2 separate regions of the Sus scrofa genome follow, and region 2 is linked to region 1. The links are chromatin contacts, called in public Hi-C maps. All regions are on one chromosome and are shown on one strand. Each heading gives the region's core, a stretch centred on a gene start, on an enhancer-like site or on the middle of the called end of the contact. The rest is flanking DNA. Distances are from core to core; before and after follow the strand shown. Region 1 has its middle 27 kb from the start of ISG12(A). Region 2 has its middle 25 kb from the start of SERPINA1.

The links. Hi-C and Micro-C count contacts between places; a contact is called where the count stands out from the background.
Region 2: a contact with region 1 is called in a Hi-C map of omental adipose tissue, with 2.3 times the contacts expected there. The contact joins two enhancer-like sites. A contact is called at or near these places in 1 of 5 promoter capture datasets (liver), 20 of 47 Hi-C or Micro-C datasets (alveolar macrophages, embryonic fibroblasts, fetal heart ventricle and 10 more) and 1 of 2 datasets of contacts at active chromatin or transcription factors (skeletal muscle).

The regions. Positions count from the first base shown.
Region 1 is chr7:115,380,475-115,385,850 of Sscrofa11.1, forward strand. No RefSeq gene overlaps it. Among named protein-coding and RNA genes, the nearest start is that of ISG12(A), 27 kb to the left of the region's middle. Within about 2 kb of position 2,222, at least 6 of the 83 cell types and tissues checked have an H3K27ac peak or open chromatin away from gene starts, as enhancers often do. A contact at or near this core is called in omental adipose tissue, where this site is marked.
Region 2 is chr7:115,639,531-115,644,333 of Sscrofa11.1, forward strand. No RefSeq gene overlaps it. Among named protein-coding and RNA genes, the nearest start is that of SERPINA1, 25 kb to the left of the region's middle. Within about 2 kb of position 2,276, at least 2 of the 83 cell types and tissues checked have an H3K27ac peak or open chromatin away from gene starts, as enhancers often do. A contact at or near this core is called in omental adipose tissue, where this site is marked.

The sequences.
Region 1 (5,376 bases), core at 972-3,471:
AAAGCCAGACCAAGGCGATGGTAGACTGGTGTCCCAAAGAGCCGTCTTCCCTGAGCTAGAATTCAGGCTTCTTTGATCCTAAAAGGGGAGAGGGCGAGAGTCCTGGTTCAGGCCAGACTCCAGAGAGGGTGTGTTAATTTCTTCTTTCCTGCAACCATTAGGCGGGCTTGGTTAGAATGTTTCCTGTCAGCTAAACAAAGGTATTTTAGCTTGACTCTCATTACCTCTAGGCAGGGTTCCCACAGATGGGCCATTGTGTGTAATTTAAGCATAGAGGCAACACTCCTTTAGTGATTAACTTGTAATAGAATACAAAGCTTCTTCCCTATTACAACGTGGCCTCTCTCCCCCAGCCCCCCTTTTAATATTGGCCACAGGTAGAAGGGCCTGGACTCAAATCCTCAAACCTGTAGCACAGCAGTGACCCCAGCCACAAGGTTGACGATGCTGGATCCCTAACACACTGAGCCACCAGGGGACTCCCCTCTTTTCTCTCTCTTAAGGACACTTGTTATTGGTTTTAGGGCTGATCTGGATCCTATAGGATGATCTCATCTTCAGATCTTGAACTCTGCAGACTTTTTTTTTTTTTTTTAAATAAGGGCCCCCCCTGTGGCATATGGAAGTTCCCAGGCTAGGGATCAAATTGGAGCTGCAGCCACAGCAACATGGATCCAAGCCCCACCTGGGACTTATGCTGTAGCTTGTGGCAGTATTGGATCCTTAACCCACTGAGTGAAGCCAGGAATTTTGCATAGAGACATCATCAGGTTCTTAACCCACTGAGCCACTATGGGAACTCCCTGCAAAGACCTTTTTACTAAACAAGGTCATAGTCATAGATTCCAGGGGTCGGGACATGGATGCATCTTTGGGGGGCTGCCATTCAACCCACTCCAATAGGCGAGTAACCCACACGTGACAAGTCCCCCAAATGCAACCACCGGGCACCTCTGTATGATGGCTAATTTTATGGGTCAACCTGACTGGGCTAAGGGAGGTCAGATAGAGGGGTAAAACATTTTCTGGGGGTGTCTGTGAAGGTTTCTCAGTTGAGAAGAAGAGATGAACATTTGAATTGGTAGACAGAGTAAAGAAACTTCCCCAACATGGGTGAACACCATCTAACCTGCCAGGGGCTTAAATAGAACACAAAAGGCAAAGGAAGGTCATGTTCAAGTCTCTGCTTGAGCTGAGACAGCCACCTTCTCCTGCCCTGACTCTGGTGCTCTTGCCTCTCAGGCCTCAGACTCAGACTGAACCCACTACCAGCTCCCCTGGGTCTCCAGCTTATAGATGGCAGATCCTCAGGCTTTTTGGCCTCCATAGTCATGTGAGCCAATTTCTCAAATCAATCAATCAATCTATCTTTCTATTCTATGTATCTATGTATCTATCTTTCTTCTATGTATGTATGTATCTATCTTTCTTTTTTTTTTTTTTTTTTTTTTTTTTTTTTTTTGTCTTTTTGCTATTTCTTTGGGCCGTTCCCGCGGCATATGGAGGTTCCCAGGCTAGGGGTCGAATTGGAGCCACAGCCACTGGCCTATGCCAGAGCCACAGCAACGTGGGATCCGAGCCGCGTCTGCAACCTACACCACAGCTCGCGGCAACGCCGGATCGTTAACCCACTGAGCAAGGGCAGGGACTGAACCCGCAACCTCATGGTTCATGGTTCCTAGTCGGATTCGTTAACCACTGCGCCAGGACGGGAACTCCATGTATCTATCTTTCTATTCTATGTATCTATGTATCTATTCTATGCTATGTATGTATGTGTGTATCTATGTATCTGTTCTTTCTATGTATCTAAGTATCTATGCATCTATATATCCTATCTGTATATCTATCTATGTATCTGTGTATCTATCTTTCTATTCTATATAAGTATCTATTCTTTTTATGTATGTATGTATAGATCTAAGTATTTATCTATTCCATCTATGTATCTGTGTGTCTATCTACATATCTATATATCTGTCTATCTTTCTTTCTATTCTATTCTATCTATCCATCCATTTGATTCTGTTTTTCTGGGGAACCCTAACTAAAACACTTCTCTTCCCATTTGACTCCTTCCTACACTTAAGTGCCTTTCTCTTAACACTTGGCACCTGCCTTGTCCCTGCCCCACCCTCACCCAGAGGAAATGGGCTTAGTTCTGGGTCTCCCTTGCCTGCCTCGGTCCAAGGCTAATGTTCTGATCAGCCCTGTCCTGCCTTCCTAAGCTGGGCTTGAGTCTCAGTAACATATATCTGATCCCCAATCTTCTCTCACCTGGAATGCAGATGTGGGCCTTGTTGATCCTTGGTCCTACGTGTCCCTAGCTCTGCAGTCCCTTTTCTGTCTCCCTGTGAACTCTGCTTCCTCTGGGCTTCTTCTACTCAGCTTCCTAGGATGACGTGCAGCTGCTACAACCAGGCTCTGTGGCACCAAGGTACATAGTTACTGCTTTGGGCGCCTGGAGCCGAGAGCACCTGACAGGCCATGTTCGTCTTCAGCCAGAACGAGCTCACACTTTGTAAGGACATCTCACCTTCCCCCTCTTTCCTGCTCTCCTTTTTCTCCCTCCTAATTTCTTTTCCTCCCCTTTTATTTTTTCAATTTCATCACGTGGTATATTGGTTTGCTTCGGCCACAAGAAGTCTGCATAATAAACTATCCCCAAACACAGTGGCTTAAAGCAACAGCCTTTTTTTTCTTCTTCTTCTTCTTTCCTTTCTTTTCTTTTCTTTTCTTTTGGTTCTCCAGGCAGGCTGGGGCAGTTCTGTTATTTGAGGCTGGGCTGGGCTGGATGACTCTGCTTTAAGATTCCCTAATGATCTGTGTGCAGTTGGTGAGGCTCTGACCCACGTGGGTTCAGTCTGGAGTCCAGCTTGATGGGACAGCAGGTGCACAGGGGAAGTTCTTTCCGTAGCTGGCAGAAACATGTGAAGCTTCTTAAGACCTAGGGACTGGCGTGACGTCACTTCTATTCCATCCCATTGGCCAAAGCAAGTCACATGGTCAAGCCCCAGATCTGGGGGTGTGGAATTACCCTGCCTAAATGAGGCCTTGGCAAGGGTGTGGATACAGGGAGGGTGAAGAATCGGGGCCAATAAATCCATCTCCCACACCTGGTCAGTGTGTACTCAATATGTACTATTTATCTTACATGTTGGCTTGTATAGTCCCTGGGTTTTGAATGCACATGTAGGAGCATTTAAAACTAGTGTCTGCAAGCGCTTCTTTAACTTGATTTCCTCAAGGGATCAGTTTCAGCTGCAGAAAGCACAGAGGGCCAGGCTGCCTGTGGTTTCAGCAAAAAAATAGAAGAGCTTTGTCAGAAAAAACAAAAACAAAAGCAAAAAATTCCATCCGCCATGAGTCGGGGCTTTTAGGATCAGGGCCTGGGACGCCATGACTGTGAACTAGACCTTTGATTAGCAGAGCCATCAAAATGCAGCTGCCAGGGCTGAGGTCAAGGACGAGGCCTCTGGGTCAGACTGAAGCTTTCAATTCATCTGCAAGATTGCAGGGAAAAGATGAATAACACAAGCCCTCTGCCAAGAGCCATCCACGCCTTATCTCATTTAATGCTCCCCACAGCCCTGGAAAGTGGGTATTTTTAAACCCACGAAATGGAGCACTTACATCTGTGCAATTAGAATAATTCTCCCTGGGTAATTACTTGAATGGAATTTTGTCGAGTGTGACGCAGTCCATTTCCCAGCATTGCTGGAGAATTTTGAAACATAGGTCAAGAACCCTCACTTTCAGGTTATATCAAGACGCCTGCTTAATAGAAAACCCAGTGTAACAGGAATGTCTCTCATCCACCTGCAGGCAAGGCCTCGAGACAGCCTGGGAGAGCTCCCCAGCCTTCTGCTTTGCAACCTGGAGCATAAGGCTGCTCTGAGGTTCTTCCACTCCCTGGCCGACCTCAGCCTTGGGTCTCCAGGTACCATACATGGGATGCTCTGTGATCTGGGAACAGGCCGAAAACCCACCAGTTCTCCTGGAGGAAGCGGGGACCTTCATGGCCCCAAGCTCTGCGGCTTCTCTTTCCATTGTGTTGGTTGAATGTTCAGATTTCTGCAGGCAGGATGGGAGCCACGTGCTCTTTGTCTGCCTTTGGTCAGCAGGTCTTGGCCACTGGGGAAGAGATGGGCTGGGCGGACTTGACACAGGGCAGCAGAAGGAGCACTGATCCGTTTCCTGCTCTTCTCCGACACTGTATCTTCTCCATCTCCCATCTGGCCATGTCTGGTTACCCCTCACGTTCCTTTTGTCCCACCGAGAAGTGAAATAGCACGACACGGTTTTCTAGTTGAGGAAACCAGGCTCCAGCAGCTTTCCCAAGGCCATGGAGGCAGGTGGGGGCAGAACTGGACTTGAACTAAGAGCTGTGGGCTCCAGACGGCACACCCCTGCTCCCACACCACTCCTAGGCTTGCTGATTATGGCACTTCTCACCCAAATCTCCTGGGGGTCTTGGGAAAAAGCAGGTTCTGATTCAGGGATTCGGCCTAGAGAGGCCTGAGACCCTGCATTTCTAACAAGCTCCTACGTGCTGATGCTGACGCCAGCCCACAGACCACACTGAGTCGCCAGAGTAGAGTGTGTTACAAAGAACTCCTGCTTATATTCTTCTTCTTCTTCATTTTTTTTTAGGGCCATACCGGCAGCGTACAGAAGCTCCGCGGCTAGAGGTCAAATCGGAGCTGCAGCTGCCCACCGACACCACAGCCACACCTACACCACAGTGTGTGGCAACGCTGGAATCTTAACCCACTGAACAAAGCCAGGGATCAAACCTAAACCCTCACAGACACTGTGTCAGGTTTTTAACCTGATGAGCCACAGGGAGAACTCCTTTTTTTTTTTTTTAATATTCTTTTTTCTTCCCCCCCCCACTTTTGGCCACTCCCCAGCACATAGAGTTCCCAGGTCAAGAGTCAGATCCCAGCCACTGTTGCAACTTATGGTGCAGTTGTGGCAAGAAAGGGAGCCTTTGACTCACTGTGCCGGCTGGGATTGAACCTGCATCCTGCAGCTGCAGAGATGCCACCAATCCCAGTGCACCACAGCAGGAACTCCTTCTTTTTTTCTTTCAAGCACAGAGATCTTTTTACTTAAGCAAGTTTTGTGCCCTGGCATAGACACCTATGCAATTTGAATGCGACCCTCTGTTTCACACTGTAACATATGTACTTACTATGTCAAAAATTGAGCAGGTTTGCTAAAGAATTTTTCATTTTTAGAATCTTACCTGTTTGTCTAGGTTTTAATGTTTTCCAATATCACCAACAAATTAAATCATGTATTATTCCTCTTGATCCTTGCTGCAACCCAGCAGGGCTGGCCGGGCCGGAGCGAGTGCATTACATTTGAAAG
Region 2 (4,803 bases), core at 1,026-3,525, 260 kb after region 1:
CTTATGCTTCTGGTACTCCAATTTTTGATATCTGAAATTTTTTGACATTGTAACAAAGTTTCCTGAGCCTGACACTTTTTCAATCTCTTTTCTTTTCATCAGAATGGATAATTCTATTGATAGATCTTCAAGTTACATATGCTTATTTCTTCATCCTTTCCATTCTGCTCTTAAGGTCATTTGGTGAATTTTTATTTTTTAGATAATGCATTTTTCAGTACTAAAATTTTCATTTGGTTATTTCTTATACACACACACACTCTCTCTCATTCCTGAAATTTCCTGTTTTTCATTCTTTGGGGGGCAAATTGTCATTTTCCTCAGTGAACATAATTATGTCAGCTGTTTTAAAATCATTGGCAATGCTGGAGAAGGTGTGGAGAAAAGGGACCCCTCCTACACTGTTGGTGGGAATGTAAAGTGGTGCAACCACTATGGAAAACAGTATAGAAGTTCCTTAAAAATCTAAATATAGGAGTTTCCATTGTGGCTCAGTGCTAACAAACCCAACTAGTATCCGTCAAGATGCAGGTTCGATCCTTGGCCTTCCTCAGGGGTTAAGGATCCCTCATTGCTGTGAGTTGTGGTGTAGATTGCAGATACAGCTTGGATCCCATGTTGTTGTGGCTGTGGTGTAGGCTGGCAGCTGCACCTCTGATTCAATTCCTAGCCTGCGAACTTCCATATGCCTCAGGTGCAGCCCTAAAAAGCAAACAAAATAAAACACTAAGTATAGAACTACCATACCATCCAGCAATCCTACTCCTGGGCAAATATCTTGAGAAAACAATAATTCAAAAGGGTACAGACACCCCAGTGTTCATAGCAATAGCCAAGACATGGAAGCAACCTGAGTGTTCATCAACAAAGGATTGAATAAAGAAGATGTGGTAATATATATGATGGAATATTACTCAGCCATTAAAAAGACTGAAAGAAGGCCATTTGCAGCAACATGGATGGACATAGAGGTGAGCATGCTAAATAAGTCAGACAGAGAAAGACAAATCTCATATGAGGTCATTAACATGTGGAACCTAATAGAAATAACACAAAAGAACATATTCACAAAACAGAAACAGACTCAAAGATTTCAAAACAAAACTATGGTTACCAAAGGGGAAATGTTGGAGGGAGGGATAAATTGGGAGGTTGGGACTGGCATACACACACTACTATATACAAAATCGATGGATAACTAGTACCTACAGTATAGCACAGGGAAATCTACTCAGAGCTCTGTAATGGCCCATATGGAAACGGACTTGAGTCTGTTTCTGTTTTGTGAATAAGTTCTTTTGTAGTATTTCTATTAGGTTCCACATATTAATGACCTCCTATGAGATTTGTCTTTCTCTGTCTGACTTATTCAGCATGCTCATCTCTATGTCCGTCCATGTTGCTGCAAATGGCCTTCTTTCAGTCTTTTTAATGGCTGAGTAATATTCCATCATATATATTACCACATCTTCTTTATTCACTCCTTTGTTGATGAACACTTTACTACACATCTGAAGCTAACACAATATTGTAAGTTAATCATACTCTAATAGAATTTAAAAAAGAGTTATTGGCTCTTTGTGTTTTGAGTAAATTTGGATTGAATCCTGGACATTGTGAGCATTATAGTGTGAAGACTTTGGGTTTTGTTATATTTCTCTGAGAAGCGTTGTGGTTTTGTTTCAGTAGAGGGTTAACTAGGTCAGACTTACGGCAGCATAGATAAATCTCATACATGTAATATTGAATGAAAGAAGCTTGACATAAAAAGTTATGTGTTGTGTCATTCCATTTAGGTAAAGTTCAAAGCTGCTCTTACTAATCTGGGCTGTTAGAAGTCAGGAGGCTTATGACCTTTGAGGGTAAATTAATGTTTTGAATGGAGCATAACAGGGTGGGATGGGAATGACCATCAAGATAATGAATAAGAACATAACTCCCTGCCCCAAGGGACCCAGTGTCATTGCACGTCCACCTTCATCTTTCACATGGTCAGGCAGTAACTGATCTGCTTGCTCTCACTACAGATTACTTTGCATCTTCTAGGATTTTTATAAATAGAATTACACATGATAGACCTCTTTTGGGTCTGATTTCTTTCAATTAGCATCTGTGTACTTTTTTTTTTTTTTAATGGCCATGCCTGCAGCATGCTGAAGTTCCTGGGCCAAGGATTAAACCTGAGCCACAGTAATGACCACACAAATCCTTACCTGCTAGACCACCAGGAAACTCCCAGCACATGTGTATCTTCTTTGGTGAAATGCCTTTATGGCAGCACCCATGGCATAGGGAAGTTCCCAGGCCAGAGACTGAAATCTGAGCCATAGCTGTGATCTACACTGTAGCCATGGCAATGCTGGATCCTTTAACCCACTGGACTGGGGCAGGGATCAAACTCTTGCCTCCGCAGTGACCAGAGCCACAGTAGTCGGATTCTTAATGCACTGAGCCACAGTAGGAATTCCTTTTGGCCCATATTTTTAACTGAGATTATTTTTGTTTTCTCATTATTCAGTATTGAGGGTTCTTATGCAGAAGACAAGTGCTTTATAGATATGTGATTTTCAAATATTGTCCCCAAATGGTGTCTTGTCTTTTCACTCAGTTCACAGTATTGTTCAAAGGGAGAAGTTCTTAATTTTGACGAATTTCCACTGAATTCACTTATTCTCTCTGGATTGTTCTTTTGGTGTCACATGGTAGCATTTTATTTTATTTTTTGCAGTTGCACTGGATCTATACATCAATTTGGTGGAACTGACATCATCACAATGTTGAGTCTTCTGACGTATGCAAGTCCCTTCTGCGACAAAAAGAAACGGAAAGCTATGAAAAGACATAAATCCGAGTATGGGTTTCCTGGGCAGCTTCAAGCACGTCACTTCCCCACTCTGAGCCTGTTTCCTTTTCTGTAATCAAAGGGGAATAATGCTCTGGGTGATTAAGGCACATAATGATAGAACAGCTGGCAGCATTTCAAGGATAACAATGCACTTTCCACGTGATGAATGTTATTCCTTTATACTCTGGGTGGGTTTGTTAAAATGAATGTGCAGGAGAGAAGGCATGGTGCCATTTGGGTATTATATTTTATCCTCTTCCTCCTCTCATTCTAATCACAGCAACCGTCACCATTACCCAGGACTAAGCCTTCCCGGCGTGTTTCCATGTATTCACAAAGTCAGACATCAGCCTCATTTTGTGATCACCCCAGTTTGATGTCCATTAAATCGCATTCACAGCATCTCCTCTCTGATTGAGTCATTGTAGTTCGAGTCTAATTCCCAAGTTTTTCCATTTCCTTCTACATGCTGCCTACTTTTCTGGCTGCTCCCGTGGATTCTGGTTTCTGTTTTCTTCCTCCTCCCTAGGTCATGTCTCTTTTACTAACCTGATGTTTCATTTTTAGCTGCCACACGGGCTGGCCCCAGGGCTAGTTCTTGCTTCACTTCCCTGGGTTTTGCGCCACCTAGTGGCTGCTTGGATAAGGGGTTCTTGGAACGAGGGTTCTACCACTATCTGTGACCAAGCCCAGGCTGGGTCCTGGCACCTGTGTCAGGTGTCCATGAATTCTCTCTCCTAGTATGCAAGCTGCAGCTGTGAGTTTAACATGCTCCCAGGCACTGACTTAGGAAGATTTGGTAAAACATTCTTGTTTCTCTCTCCATCACTCCCTAGACTTAGAACTCAGATTTCACATGTGCCAAATTTATTCTACTTATATCTCTATTTATCCCACTTACATCGAATGGAATACTGCTCTATTAGGATTTAAATTTACTATTTTATATGTGCTTTCTATTTTTTCCTACTTAATAGTCCTTTTCCTTTCCTTTCTTGCCCTATTTAGGACTGAGATTTTTATTATTTCATTTTTCTCAGCTAGATTGGAAGATAAAAACTTTTATTTTTCTCTTAGTGCTTGCTCTACAAAGCACAGCACGCATTCTTTGATTTATCATGATATAATGCTAATTGGTATTTTGACCCTCCTCCTGGTAAAGATGAGAGCCTTAGAACACCTTAATTTCACCTGCCTCTCTCCTAATGTACAAGCTGTTGTCGTTGTGCATTTTAGATTCTATATAAATCTCTCTCTCTCTGCTTTTTTAATAATGCACATGCAGTGTACAGAAGTTCCTGGGCCAGGGATTGAATCCAACCCACATCTATGGCAACGTCTGATCCTTCAACCGCTGCGCCAGGATGGGGATCACACCCATGCCTCCGCAATGACCAGAGCTGCTGCAGTCGTATTCTTAACCCACTGCGCCACAGCGGGAACAACAAGAGTCCTTCCAAATCTTGTGCAATTGTGATGATTGTTGTATGCAGCCAATACTTAGGTACATTCTTCCTTTAGACTTTCCTGTAATGATGTCTGCTATTGACACATTCTTTCTGCTTTTACTCATCTGAAAACATTTGGTTTCACCTTCATCCTAGAAGGATATTTTTGCTGGTTGTGGAATTCTACTTTCTTCATTACCAGTTATTTTCATTTCATGCTTTATTCTCACTGTCTTCTGGTTTTGCATGGTTGTCCTTGAAACATCAGAGGTCAGTGTGCTATCCTTTCAAAGATAGTACAGCCTCACTACCTGGGATGTTTGAAAAAGTATCTCTGTCTTTGATTTTCTGCAGTTAAAAAATGATGCTGTGCCTCTGTTTTAATGTCTTTTCTTTAAAAAAAAGTTAACTCCCCTTGGGATTTATTACGTATCTTGAATTTTGAAGGTGATGCCTTTCATCAGTTCTGGAAAATTCATAGGCATTATTGAAGCTAACTTCTGCCCATTC